Linked DNA regions of Bos taurus: region 2 is linked to region 1. Evidence: chromatin contacts called from public Hi-C data. All regions are on one chromosome and are shown on one strand. Each heading gives the region's core, a stretch centred on a gene start, on an enhancer-like site or on the middle of the called end of the contact. The rest is flanking DNA. Distances are from core to core; before and after follow the strand shown.

Region 1 (6,553 bases), core at 283-2,782:
GCTTCTGTAGGCCTGATGTCTTGTGGGCTGAAACAGACCCTGACTGTGCCTGGCTTGTGGAAGGCTGGTTTGTGACCTCTGCTGTGTAGTGAGTTGTCCAGGCAGGAAACCAGGGGATTCAGAACAGTGCTCACCAGCAAGGACTGGATCAAAGCGCAGGTACACGACATCCCAGACATTTGACGGAGGAGGGCTCTCTTTGTATCAGAAGCTTTTGCGCCCAGTTTACATGGGAGCCAGTTGAGGGCCAGCTATTTCTCTTTTTACAGACGAGAGAAGAGAGCTTGGGAGGATTTAACCAAGTTGTTCAAGTGAGGAGGTAGCTGGACAGGACTTTGCAGCCAAAGTTTAAACTCAAGAGTTTAGGATCCTTCTCCAGCTCAACAGCTGTTTTCTACATCCACATGAACAGTGAACACTGATTCATTAATTCATCAAGCATCAGACAGTCCTTGTTGGGCACACAGGAAGAGTGTATTTTCTTATCACGAAATCTGGTTGTATGCCCGTGTAACATTTTATTCCAAGGTAGAGATGGCTCAGATGGTAAAGAATCTGCTTGCAATGCAGGAGCTGGGTTCTATCCCTAGGTTGGAAAGGTATCCTGGAGAAGTGTACCCACTCCAGTATTCTTGCTTGGAGAATCCCATGGACAGAGGAGCCTGGCAGGCTACAGTCCATGGGGTTACAAAGAATTGGACATGATTGAACAACTAACACTTTCACAGAGAGAGATGGCAGGCATTTAAGTGGTGCAGGTGATGATGAATGGTCAAGTTAGTGGTTAAAGGCTGTACTTGCCTTGGAATTAGGGAAGATGAAAACTTAAGTATCCAGGAAAAACTTGGTGAGTTATCTGGTTATCTTATCTTCTCAAGATTGCATATCTCAAGACAGAGTATCTGTGCTAGTAGAACTTTTGGCTGTAGGGGCTTATTGCCAGTGGGGCAAGGTCTCTTCTTATGTTTTTTTATTTTTATTTATTTATTTTAAAATACTTATTTGCTTGCCTGTACTGGGTCTTAGTTGCAGCATATGAACTCTTATTTACAGCATGTGGGATCTAGTTCCCTGACCAGGGATTGAACTCGGGGCCTCCTGCATTGAGAACTCAGAGTCTTAGCCACTGGATCACCAGGGAAGTCCCTTGTGGTTTCTCAGTAAATGTTTGAGAAACTTTTAAGAAAAACCTGAAGCTGCCACCTGTTTTTCCCTGTGTTTCTGGGTTGCCCTTCTTGGCCTCCACTCACTTGGGAACTCTGAAGCAGTTCTGACTCTGTTAGGTCATTGTTCGTATACTTGACTAGCCATCTGTACCACCCGGGGAGCTTTATATGTGGATTCTAAGACCCTACTTCAGTAAACCAGTCACAATCCATGTTTTTGGCTCAGGACTGTTACTTTCAAAAACTTCTGGGTAAGTCAGAAATATGGCCTGGGGGTGAGCATCCTGGCCTTGCTGTTTTGGAGCCTCTGATCTCACAACATTTGGAGAAACTTTTATCCTCCGGCCAGATGTTTTGCTTCCTGCTTTGTTTAGCTGCCTCCAGGCACCTGGTCCTTATCAGTTACTGTTGTAGGTTTGGACACCATGTAGACTTGTGCCCTGAGAGCAGCAATTGTGATGATCGGAGGACTAGGAGGGTGGTATTAGTGAGAGGAGAGAATCGTAGAGAGACCTAGAGAGAGAGAATAGAGCTACAGCATACAGAGATCAGGTAAAACCCAAAGAGGAAAAGCCAGAATATCATCAGGGGCTCATGTAGCAAAACCAGTGATGTCTGACTTCTGGGCCCTTAAGTTTCTATTTCAGCCTGTCTTCTCTTATTACTCCTTTCCTGCATTGGGTGTCAGTGAATGACATAAATCTATTCTTACGCTGTCTGTCGTTACTCCTTTGTAGCAGAAAAGTTTTAGGAGTGGACTCTTCCTTTATTTATGCACCTCACGTTGTGTGTCAGTCAGATTTTGAAAGCTGGCCTCAGGTGTCCCAGAGTGTCGAGCTTGTGGAAACCTGGTCATATTTGTGACTCAGGTATTGCAATGCAGGATGTAAAGTCCACCCTGCATTACCATTTTGTATTTCCTTGAGATTTTTGCTGGTCATTTTGTGGATATGCTTAAATGTGATGATTAGCTTGTAAACATTTTTCCCGATTAGAATTGGAAATAATGCATCATATTATTGTTTGCAAAAATATTTTATCCTGACAAACTATTGATCATATTTTGTGTATTTAAATAGTATTTTGCTATGATGATTAACAACACAAATAACTTGGCTTTATTCAACACTGGACACCAGTTTCAATATAAAATAAATAAAATAATGATGATGGAAATAGTAATAGTATAATGGATAGAGGACATATTTCCTTCTTCCAGGATTCTACAAAAAAAGAAGATAAAAAGATAACATAATCGATGTTCTGTTCTGGTTTGTCTCTGATTTTTTTTTTTTTTGATGCTTTGTTTTATGCTGAGTAGTTCTATGTTCCCTCAACTTCTTCCCATTTCACTCTGTGGAACTCTTAAGATTAAAATACCATGGGACTTCATCCGCATTAATCTCAAAACCCTCCACATACCCCCAGTATGATTGCCACCCCTAGCCCACGCCCCATGCTCACATGCACTCACACATTTGCTTTCCCTAGCATCATTTCCAGGTTGGACTCTGCCTCGTCAGTACTAAGACTGGTTATATAAAACATCCCTTGTGTATTTGTCCTTCCAATAGAGTGAGTCTAATACATGGAATCCTCCAGTGTCTGTTATTGTTTCCAGTCAGTTTCCATCCAGCCTGTCAACAACTGCCATAAAAGTTGGTTTACTTATTTCTATAAATGTCTTAGTTTGTTCCTTGCCCCCAAATCGTTTTTTGCAGTAAGTACAAAAACAACTTTACTGTTATGACCTTATCCCCACATTTTTCCCCTTTGGCTTTGTTGGACAGTTTGCCACACCAGAACATTTTGCTCTTTCTCACTTACTGTCTTGGTACTTACTCACATTAGCCCTGTATAATTAAGTTTTTTATTTCTCCCTATGACTTTGTAGTGTCCCATAATTTATGTAGTCATTATATGAAGATTTTCGATAAACCTATTTTAACTGCAGGAGCTATTTACTGGGTTATATCATTTTTTAAAAAGTTAAAAAGGCTTTTCCGGCAAGTGATGTATTATGCTGTGTGTGTTTGTATTGGGGGGAATCATGGTTGCAACAGGATTCTACTCGACATTGAGAAATACACTGGGATAAGAATACAGAGAATTTTAGTACAAGACCCCTTAGAAACACTATAGGAAACTATAGAGAAATTAAAAGGAAATGAGTTAGGAGTTCCCTGGCGGTCCAGTGGTTAGGATTTGGGATTTTCATTGTTGGGGTCAGGTTCAATTCCTGGTCTGGGAACTAAGATCCTGCAAGCCTCATGGTGTGGCCAAAAAAGGGGAAGTGAGTTTGAAAGTTGCCATCTTAAAGGATCTGTGAAGAAGGTGGTATCTCAAGTGGTTCTTGCTAGATGTCTCTTTGATGTCTAGACTCAGTCTAGAAAGTCCTTCAGGATAAAGAGAATGGTATGACCAAAGTCACCAACTGGGGAAGGAAAGTCAGCAGAGGCGGGTGGGATAGAGTGTGAGCATTTTGATCATCATGCTGAGGTGTTCATAATTCATGATACCGTGACATTTTTGAGCTTTTTGGTAAAAATAATTGAAATTGAAGATGTGCTTTAAAAACTAATCTGGTAGAAAAACATGGAATGCAGGCATGCCTTTTTGTGTTTCCTCTGTGAAAGCATTAAATCCTGCCAAAGTCAGTGCATTGATTTAGGGTAGTGGAAGAGGGTAGCAGGATTTATATCTTTAAGACATAATTACCCATTATTTTGTAAAACAATGGTTTCTTTCTTCTTTATTTTTTTTGTAAAGACTCTTGAAATGAGCAACGGGCACAGGAATTCATTGGCAGTTATGTTCTCCCCTTTATGTGAAAATTGTAATTGGAGACACAAATGTCTGTTACAATATCTCCCCCTACTGGAAGATTGGCAGAAGTGACAGTTTATAAAAAGAACTGATGTGAGCAATATTTATGTTTTGTAGACCTAACAAAAACCTCACTTTGAAATAAGCACTAATATTGAGCCATGAGCTGAATGCCTAGTCTCAGTTAGTTGAATTACTCAAAAAATTTTTCTTTGTTGCTAATAATAGATATTGAGAACTCACTGTCACAAAAATAAAATCTCAGTGCATATATTTCCTCCTGTAGGTATAATTTTTTGAGAAGATGGCCATGAAGCAGAAGAGGCTATTTTCTTTTATCCCTCTGAGCCTCCAAAATAATATCCTTTCTCATTTCATTCTGCTCCCATTTGCTCTTAAGACTCACCTGTCACTAACTTAGGCATGTCTCTGCTATCTTGCCATTGTTCATATTCTTCCTATGTCGCCTTTTTTTTTTTTTTAATATCCATCCCAGCCAGAATGGGCAATGGCAATCTTTGTTGGCCTATTTTGGTCTCCCCAGTGCCCATTCTTGTAGTAGGCACTCAGAATGTTTGTTGAGTGAATGTGTATTGTCCAAATGGGAAAGAGGCAGGGAATGTCCCCCAACTGTTGTATCTGGTCCTGTGGGTAAAGATAAATGAGATGGACTTCCTGGGCTTCCCAGGTGGCTCATTGGTAAAGAACCCACCTGCAATACAAGAGATGCAAGAATAGTGGGTTCAGTCCCTGGGTTGGGAAGGTCCCCTGGAGAAAGAAATGGCAACCCATTCCAGTATTCTTGCCTGGGAAATTGCATGGACAGAGGAGCCTGGTGGGCTACAGTGCATGGGGGTCGCAGAGAGTCTGACATGACTGAGTGTCTGAGCACAGCACAGGATGAGTCCCTTGGAGGAGCAGTCTCCGACCTTTTCGGCACAAGGGACTAGTTTCGTGAAAGAAAATTTTCCCATGGGTTGGGGATCAGGGTGGTTTTGGGATGATTCAGTGTCATGACATTTATTGCACACTTTATTTCTATTACTATTACACCTCTGATCACCAGACATTAGATCCCAGAGTTTGGGGACTCCTGCTAGAGGATAGTACACTGTTTATAAGACGATTTATTTGCTTAGCACTCTGCTCAGCTTTTTAGTAAATCATTTGAACAAGTTAGGAAAACGAGTCTTCAGAAGCCACTGAGAGAAGCTTCAGTCAGAAGGAGACTTAATGAATGTAAATACTTCATTCTGATTATGTTGAGGAAAATAATAAAGAACCTGTGATAGGAAAGGAGAAGAGTTTTATTTGAGCCAAACTGAGGAATAAAGCCTGGGGCACAGCCTCTCAGATAACTCTGAGGAATCGCTCCAAAGAACATGGTTTTCAGTGCAGTTTGATGTCTTGTCAGAACAAAGAACATAAAACAAGCCAGGGATGCATTCCTTCAAGGTTTCAAAAAAAAAAAAAAAAGAAAAAAAAATCAGCACACACACAGTGAATCAGTATGGACATGGCACCTGGGAAGAGAGTCTTATCATCAACAGAACACCAGCACTGGTGTCCCAGGAAGAGAGGCATTTACTCTTTATTTTTGAAATGAACATTCTTTACTCCTGGTCAGCGTGCTCTTTCTTTAATAATCAAACAGATGTCCAGTGTATATTTGACAGGCCACCAGCAGGCTGTTCTGCTAGCACAAAACTCAAGTCAACTCATATATAAGCTAGAAGACTTTCCCATGCCTCCATGTGTGAACATTTATCAGCTAGATAAATTTTCCCAGAGGTGTTTTGATAAACCGATGTCGCCTGTTCAGCTATGTGATGTGTGGGAGGAGAAGGTGCTCTCAAGTTTAGGGGAAGATTTTGTGGTGGGGAGACTTCAGGGAACTTATCTGAGGTTAAATTGAATGCAGGGTTGTTTTTTTTGTTTTTTGTTTTTCCTGTTTATTTTTTTACCCAACGAGTAAGCCATACCTGAAATTTGTATACTCAGTCTTCTCTGTCTAGCAAGCTGCTATTAGCCAAGCACACTTGTATATACCTCTGGTTTGTGTGAGTGTTGTGTGGTCATCTTTGGCAATTTAGTTTCACTGGCGGTGTGACTGAGAAGTTTTTCTGTGGTTTTAGGCCATTCATGCTGTAGAGAGCTACATATCTGTTTAGTTAACGTTCGGAGCACAGCAGGGAATTGTGGGCTGTTTTTCACAGACCAGTTGGTGTCAGAATGAAGACTCAACGGGGCCAAGTTTCTGTGTCTGTTCCTTGAATGAGCTGTTCGGGGAGCAGCTGTGCGTGTTGCCCTTGTCTGATTCCCAGGGAGAGCACAGACAGGTTGAAGGAGGACGTGTGGTTCCACTTGTGTGACTTCATCATGACCAGCAGGCTCATTGGGTTCCCATGTTCTGTTTCTTCTGGAGCCTGGCATACTTCTTGTAGGGGGCGATTATCTAACCCTAGTTGTATAATAGTTCCCTGACACCGGTACCCTTGGTGGCCCAATATCCTGACCACTTTTGTTATCCCACCAGTTTGTTTAGTTGCCTCTGCAGAGGC
Region 2 (6,654 bases), core at 1,237-3,736, 110 kb before region 1:
CACTCCAGGATGTCTGGCTCTAGGTGAGTGACCACACCATCGTGGTTATCTGGGTCATTAAGACCTTTCTTGTATACTTCTTCTTTTATACTTGCCATCTCTTTTTAATCTCTTCTGCTTCTGTTACGTCCTTATCTGTTTCTGTTCTTTATTGTGCCCGTCCTTACATGAAATATTCCCTTGGTATCTCCAATCTTCTTGAAGCGATCTCTAGTCTTTCCCATTTTATCGTTTCCTCTATTTCTTTGCATTGTTCATGTAAGAAGGTTTTCTTATTTCTCCTTGCTCTTCTCTGGAACTCTGCATTCAGTTGGGTAAGGATCTTACTGATTTTGGAATTTTGGGTCAGTGCTCTCTCATTTGTTTTCTTTATGGAAGTTATTTCTTCTTGTGATTTCTATACAGATAATACATGAAGACATTCTTGATATCAAGAAGTCCCTTTCAGCCCACAGCTCGGTTTCGTCTCCCACTCTTTTGCCCAGACGGGGGCATTTTGGCATGTGTCCCCACTGTGGAGACAGATAGCTTAGATTTGACTCTTAGGTCTGTGACCTATTAATAGCATCTTTAAGACATTTAATAAGTTACTTAGCCTTTGGCCGCGGTTTACTCAACAATCATAGGGTTGTTGTGAAAGTATCAGAGCAGAGCAGACTGTATAACAAATACTCATTACATACAGCAGCTGAAACAACTGTGCGTGTTGGTGCATATCCCTTGGATACTTTGCTTTACGTTTATGTACTTGTATATGAGCACTTAACAACTACAGTAGGTTCAGTTCAGTTCAGTTGCTCAGTCGTGTCCGACTCTTTGCAGCTCCATGAATCACAGCACGCCAGGCCTCCCTGTCCATCACCAACTCTCAGAGTTCACTCAAACTCATGTCCATCGAGTTGGTGATGCCATCCAGCCATCTCATCCTCTGTCGTCCCCCTCTCCTCCTGCCCCCAATCCCTCCCAGCATCAGGGTCTTTTCCAATGAGTCAGCTCTTCGCGTGAGGTGGCCAAAGTATTGGAGTTTCTCTTTAGCATCATTCCTTCCAACGAACACCCAGGACTGGTCTCCTTTAGGATGGACTGGTTGGATCTCCTTGCAGTCCAAGGGACTCTCAAGAGTCTTCTCCAACACCACAGTTCTTTGGCACTCAGCTTTCTTTATAGTCCACCTCTCACATTGAAAGGTTATTGTTAAATCACGTGAAGACACCGGGATTCTTGGCCCCTGGAGGAGAAGAATTCAATCCGGGGCCAGAGACGAGGCTTGATCACTCAGAGCTTTTGTGTAATAAAGTTTTATTAAAGTAAAAAGGAGATAGAGAAAGCTTCTGACATAGGCATCAGAAGGGGGCAGAAAGAGTACCCGCTTGCTAGTGTTAACAGTGAGGTTATATAATCCAAAGAATGTCTGGAGGTTGTAAAGACCTCATCAGACCTACTCCCACAGTTTACATTTTAAGATAACACTGTCCTCAGGCAAGATACGTCCTTGTAAAGACCAGGTCTACTCCCATAATTAACATTTTAAGATAACAGAAGGTTGAATCCAAAGACTGTCCTTAGGCAGGATACATTATTGTTATATAATCCTAAGGAATGTGGAGAAAGAAAAAAAGTTTGTCCTTTCTTCCTCCTTGAGAATTCCAGACCCCTCTCTCCTTGGGGACCCCTAGACTCCCTATCAACCTGCCTAGGAAATGACTCTCTCAACATCCATACATGACCACTGGAAAAACCATAGCCACTGGTTCTGCGCTGTTGCATTCCTTCTCTAACACATGCTAGATGAGATGATTGTACAAGGCAGGGATCTGTCTTTTCCATTTTCAGTATCTACTGCAGCCCCTGGCACACAGTAGATTCAATAGATATTGTTAATCAAACAGTAAAAGCAAGGCAGGCTTCCCTGGCAGCTCAGATGGTAAAGAATGTGCCTGCAGTGCAGGAGACCTGGGTTCAATCCCTGGGTTGGAAAGATAGCAGGTGCATTCTTTACCACTGAGCCACCAGGAAAGCCCTCTTGACCCCTTAGTTTGGTGCTTTTTCTCTGACTGTAACTTTATGAGTCATGGCTCAGTTTCTCCATGTCTCTCTCCTGGTCTTGTGTATCCCATTTGCCTGTGTGTAGTTACAGGCTAGGAGGTACGTGCTGTGGATTTTGTCATCTTCATACTATCTGTCAAAGTACCAATATGAAAAGTTCTCTGTTACTTGAAGACTCCAACTCTGGCTTATAGTGTTTGGGATGATGAAGTACTTTTCTTGAATGGTGCAGAGGTGTGTTTTTCTTGCCTAATGGGTATTTAAAGCCAGCAGCCATGAAGCTGTGTTGTGAAAGATACGTATCACATGGAAATAAATATTTTTGCACAGGGCAACAGACTACTGTGATGCTGGAAGCACCGAGGGTGGGCGGGAAAGCCCAGAGAAGCTTGGAGCCATGGTGCACCTGGGGTAGGGTCGAGATGACCTTGCACGTTGTTTTAATACAGTGTTGTTCTACCACCGGTGTGATGGAAAAACCTGAATCATCTTTTTGGCCAACCCAGTAGTTGATTGGCCTTCTCTGGTGACTCAGAGGTATAGAATCTGTTTGCCAATGGAGGAGACAGAAGAGATGCAGGTTCGATCCCTGGGTTGGGAAGATCCCCTGGAGGAGGGCATGGCAACCCACTCTAGTATTCTTGCCTGGAGAATTCCATGAATAGAGGAGCCTGGCTGGCTATAGTCCATGGGGTTGAAATGAGTTGGACTCAATTGAAACGAGTCCAGATAACCTCAGATATGCAGATGACACCACACTTATGGTAGAAAGTGAAGAAGAACTAAAGAGCTTCTTGATGACAGTGAAAGAGGAGAGTGAAAAAGTTGGCTTAAAGCTCAACATTCGGAAAACTAAGATCATGGCATCTGGTCCCATCACTTCATGGCAATTAGATGGGGAAACAATGGAAACAGTGACAGACTTTATTTTCTTGGGCTCCAAAATCACTGCAGATGGTGATTGCAGCCATGAAATTAAAAGACGCTTGCTCCTTGGAAGAAAAGTTATGACCAACCTAAACTGCATATTAAAAAGCAGAAACACTACTTTGCCAACAAAGGTCCGTCTAGTTCAAAGGTATGGTTTTTCTAGTGGTCATGTATGGATGTGAGAGTTGGGTGATAAAGAAAGCTGAGTGCCGAAGAATTGATGCTTTTGAACTGTGGTGTTGGAGGAGAGTCTTGAGAATCCCTTGGACAGCAAGGAGATCCAACCAGTCCATTCTAAAGGAGATCAGTCCTGAATATTCATTGGAAGGACTGATGCTGAAGCTGTAACTCCAATACTTTGGCCACCTGAAGTGAAGAACTGACTCATTTGAAAGACCCTGATGCTGGGAAAGATTGAAGGTGGGAGGAGAAGGGGATGACAGAGGATGAGATGGTTGGATGGCATCACCGAATTAATGGGCATGAGTTTGAGTAAACTCTCGAGTTGGTGATGGACAGGGAGGCCTGGTGTGCTGTAGTCCATGGGGTCGCAAGGAGTTGGACATGACTGAGCGACTGAACTGAACTGTGCTGAGGCCTTTTATCATGCAGATATCTTTCACAAGATTGAGCGGAGAGCAGCGCATATTGTCAGTCCCTGGTAGAGTGATTTTTTTTTCCTTGTGTTCAAAGAATTGCCCCAAGTCTTCACTGCCCATCAAAGACCCAAATCCAGACCGTCACGCTGAAGATGAGTGGGTGAGGCACTATAATTAATACCTGGTTTCATGAACTACTTGAGGCAGGTGAAGGGGCAGTACCCCCAGAAGAAGCAGGAGTGCTGTTCCCAGAAGAAGGAGAGGATGGTGGGTGGGCCGAGCTTGCACCTCGTCTGAGGTCTGAGAACTTCCCTTCTTGCGAGGCAGCAGCAGTAGTCGTGCACCTCTGACTTCCTATTTCCTGTGTTCCGTTGCAAGCCTGTCTTATCTGCCTTTCCTATTTATGCATCTTTACTTAGATGTTGAAATATTACTCTTTGCTGCAGAAAAATAAAAACAAAGCAAACATCACACAGGCTCCGCTAGTTCCACTGCTGAAAGCAGTTCTCTGGCTTCTGAACCAGCTGTGTGGATCTTTCTCTTCCTCTCAGGTCACCCGGTTTTCTCTGATTTGGTCCATTAGGTGCCCCTTTCAAACTCTGGAGGGAAAGTTTGTCAATCTGGGGAGCTGGGAGGGGGAAGTGTCTTGGTATTATGCTTCATGGTTGTCTGGAAGACTCAATTGTTTTTACTTTAAGATAATTTCCTTGGGCTGTATTCTTGAGATTGCGAACATTTTAAAGACTCTTGTTTCATAGTAGAAATTAAGTCCGAAAAGAAAATAACCAGTTTTTATTCGTACAGAGTAATACATGAGACTGTTAATATCTGATGCCTAGAAGGCCTGGTGGCAATACATATTTATTGATGAATTAGTAAGTAAATGAATTAATGAGGCTACTACCTATTTTGTGGTACTCTTTGGTGAGTTATCATTAAACTCTTTTTCTTAGGTTTTTAATCTTGTTTATTGTAGCCTTCCTATAATTGCCATTTAATCAGAAGTCCTCTGCCCCTGTAATTCTTTGAAGCTCCACATTACTTTTTTTTTTTAAAAAAAATTGACTTATAGTTCCTTTACAATGGAGTGCTTCTACTGTACAGCAAAGTGAATAGCTATACCCCACTTTTTGGGTGTCTGTCCCATTTCAGTCACCAGAGAACATTACTTTGCATAGATTTCTCTGTGCTTTGAGTAGATTCTCATTAGTTAATCTATTTTATACATAATATCAGTACTATATGTGCAAGTCAATGGTAGCTTCTCAATTGATCCAATCCCCTTGGTGTCCATGTATTTGTTCTCTAGGTTTGTGTCTCTATTTCTGCTTTGCAAATAAAATCATCCAGAGAAAAACATAATTGGAAAAAACACGCACCCCAATGTTCAACACTACTTGCTTCTGCTGTAACAAGTTATCAAAAGTTTAGTGGCTTAAAACAGCACAAACTTACCCTTTTATGGTTCTGGAGGTTATGATCTTGAAAGAAAGTGTTAGTAGCTCAGATGTGTCTGACTCTTTGTGACACTATGGACTGTACAGTCCATGGAATTCTCCAGGCCAGAATACTGGAGTGTGTAGCTTTTCCCTTCTCCAGGGATCTTCCCAGCCCATATCTCTTGCATTGTAGGTGGATTCTTTACCAGCTGAGCCACAAGGGAAGCTCGATTATTATCTTACTGGGCTCTAATCAAGGGGTTTGCTGTGCTGTGTTCCTTATATGGGCTCTTGGGAAGAAATTTATTCCTTCTGTTTTCCAGTCTCTAGAGATCACCAACATTCCTTAGCTTGTGTCACCTTGCTGCATCTGCAGAATCAACAAAGTGGCCCCTTCACATCTCTCCCTGCCTCTGAGTCCTGTTTCCGTTGTTGCATGTCTAACTCTGACTCTCCTGCTTTTCCCTTTTCCTTTAGAAGCTTCTTTGTGATGAACTTGGGCCTGCTCACATCTAGGGGAATCCCCTCTTCCTAGGATCTTATCTCAATCACATCTATTACAGAATCCCCTTTTTTCATTTACAGTAACATACTCACACATCCTGAGCTTAGGACATGCACCTCTTTAGGATGGGGGATTATTCTGCCTACCACATACTTATTTCTCCTTTTGTTCTTCTCAGTTTTTTAAATTCCATTTTTTTCCTTCTCTCTCTCTTTTTTTTTTTTTGGCTTGCCACTCGACTTATGGAATTCTAGTTCCCCAACCAGGGATTGAACCTGAAACTGGGTCCCAGCAATGAAAGCACAGAGTCCTAACCCCTGAACTACCCCTGTTCATCTCGGATTTGAAATTTAACTCATTCCTCAAGCCTTTTCTTGAAAACCACTTTCTGAAACAAACAACTAATGATTTCCTTCCATCTCCTCTCTCTGCTTCTGTTAAATGTTTTTGGCTTTCTGAGATGATTTTTATTTTCTTTTTTTAATGCATCCAAATAATTTATATACAAGTTTGACTGTCCCACTTAACGTATCATATCATTGAACACAGGTTTAGTTCTTATCTTGAGCTGCTAAATTACCTCAAATTTTTGCCTTGAAGTTATTTTGTTTTAAAATAATATTTATTAGATTTTATTTTATTTATTGTTTTAAAGAAGAGGTGCTTCATATTTTTAGATATTTATTTACAGGATAAGAATGCATTTCAACTTCCCATATTTGAAGGTATGATGTCCTATTGACAGTTACTCAAATTAACTTGTAATATAGCATCTGGCAGGCAAATTGAAGTGGTCCTCTAATAATTTTCTAAAAATTCTTTAGAGCAGAGCATTGCTGGGGCTGGGGGTGAAGGGTATCTGTATATGGGTATCTATCTGTATGCCTGTTGAACATGTCTGATGGGGTGTACTTTGGGGCTGGTGTTCAGAGTAAAATAAGCAGGAGCTCCTCCTTATTTTTGATAAGCAGCAGAATCTAGAAAAGACCTCTTGCTGAAACCACTTAAAATGTAAATCAAAATTTTCTGTAAATATGGGGGTAGGAGGATGTTTGAATGGGAAGTTACCTTGGAAAGTAATGCTAAACTTTAAAAATTCATGTTATAACAATTTTTCAATAGTAAAGAACAAAAT

What was found. A called contact is a pair of places that touch in the nucleus more often than the background predicts.
Region 2: a contact with region 1 is called in a Hi-C map of blastocyst, with 3 times the contacts expected there. The contact joins two enhancer-like sites. A contact is called at or near these places in 7 of 11 Hi-C or Micro-C datasets (blastocyst, blood, liver and 3 more).

The regions. Positions count from the first base shown.
Region 1 is chr1:116,805,265-116,811,817 of ARS-UCD2.0, reverse strand. The region is part of intron 14 of MED12L (mediator complex subunit 12L); the gene reads left to right. Among named protein-coding and RNA genes, the nearest start is that of GPR87, 27 kb to the right of the region's middle. Within about 2 kb of position 1,532, at least 4 of the 102 cell types and tissues checked have an H3K27ac peak or open chromatin away from gene starts, as enhancers often do. A contact at or near this core is called in blastocyst, where this site is marked.
Region 2 is chr1:116,914,538-116,921,191 of ARS-UCD2.0, reverse strand. All of the region lies in intron 10 of MED12L (mediator complex subunit 12L), which reads left to right. Among named protein-coding and RNA genes, the nearest start is that of GPR171, 26 kb to the right of the region's middle. Within about 2 kb of position 2,486, at least 15 of the 102 cell types and tissues checked have an H3K27ac peak or open chromatin away from gene starts, as enhancers often do. A contact at or near this core is called in blastocyst, where this site is marked.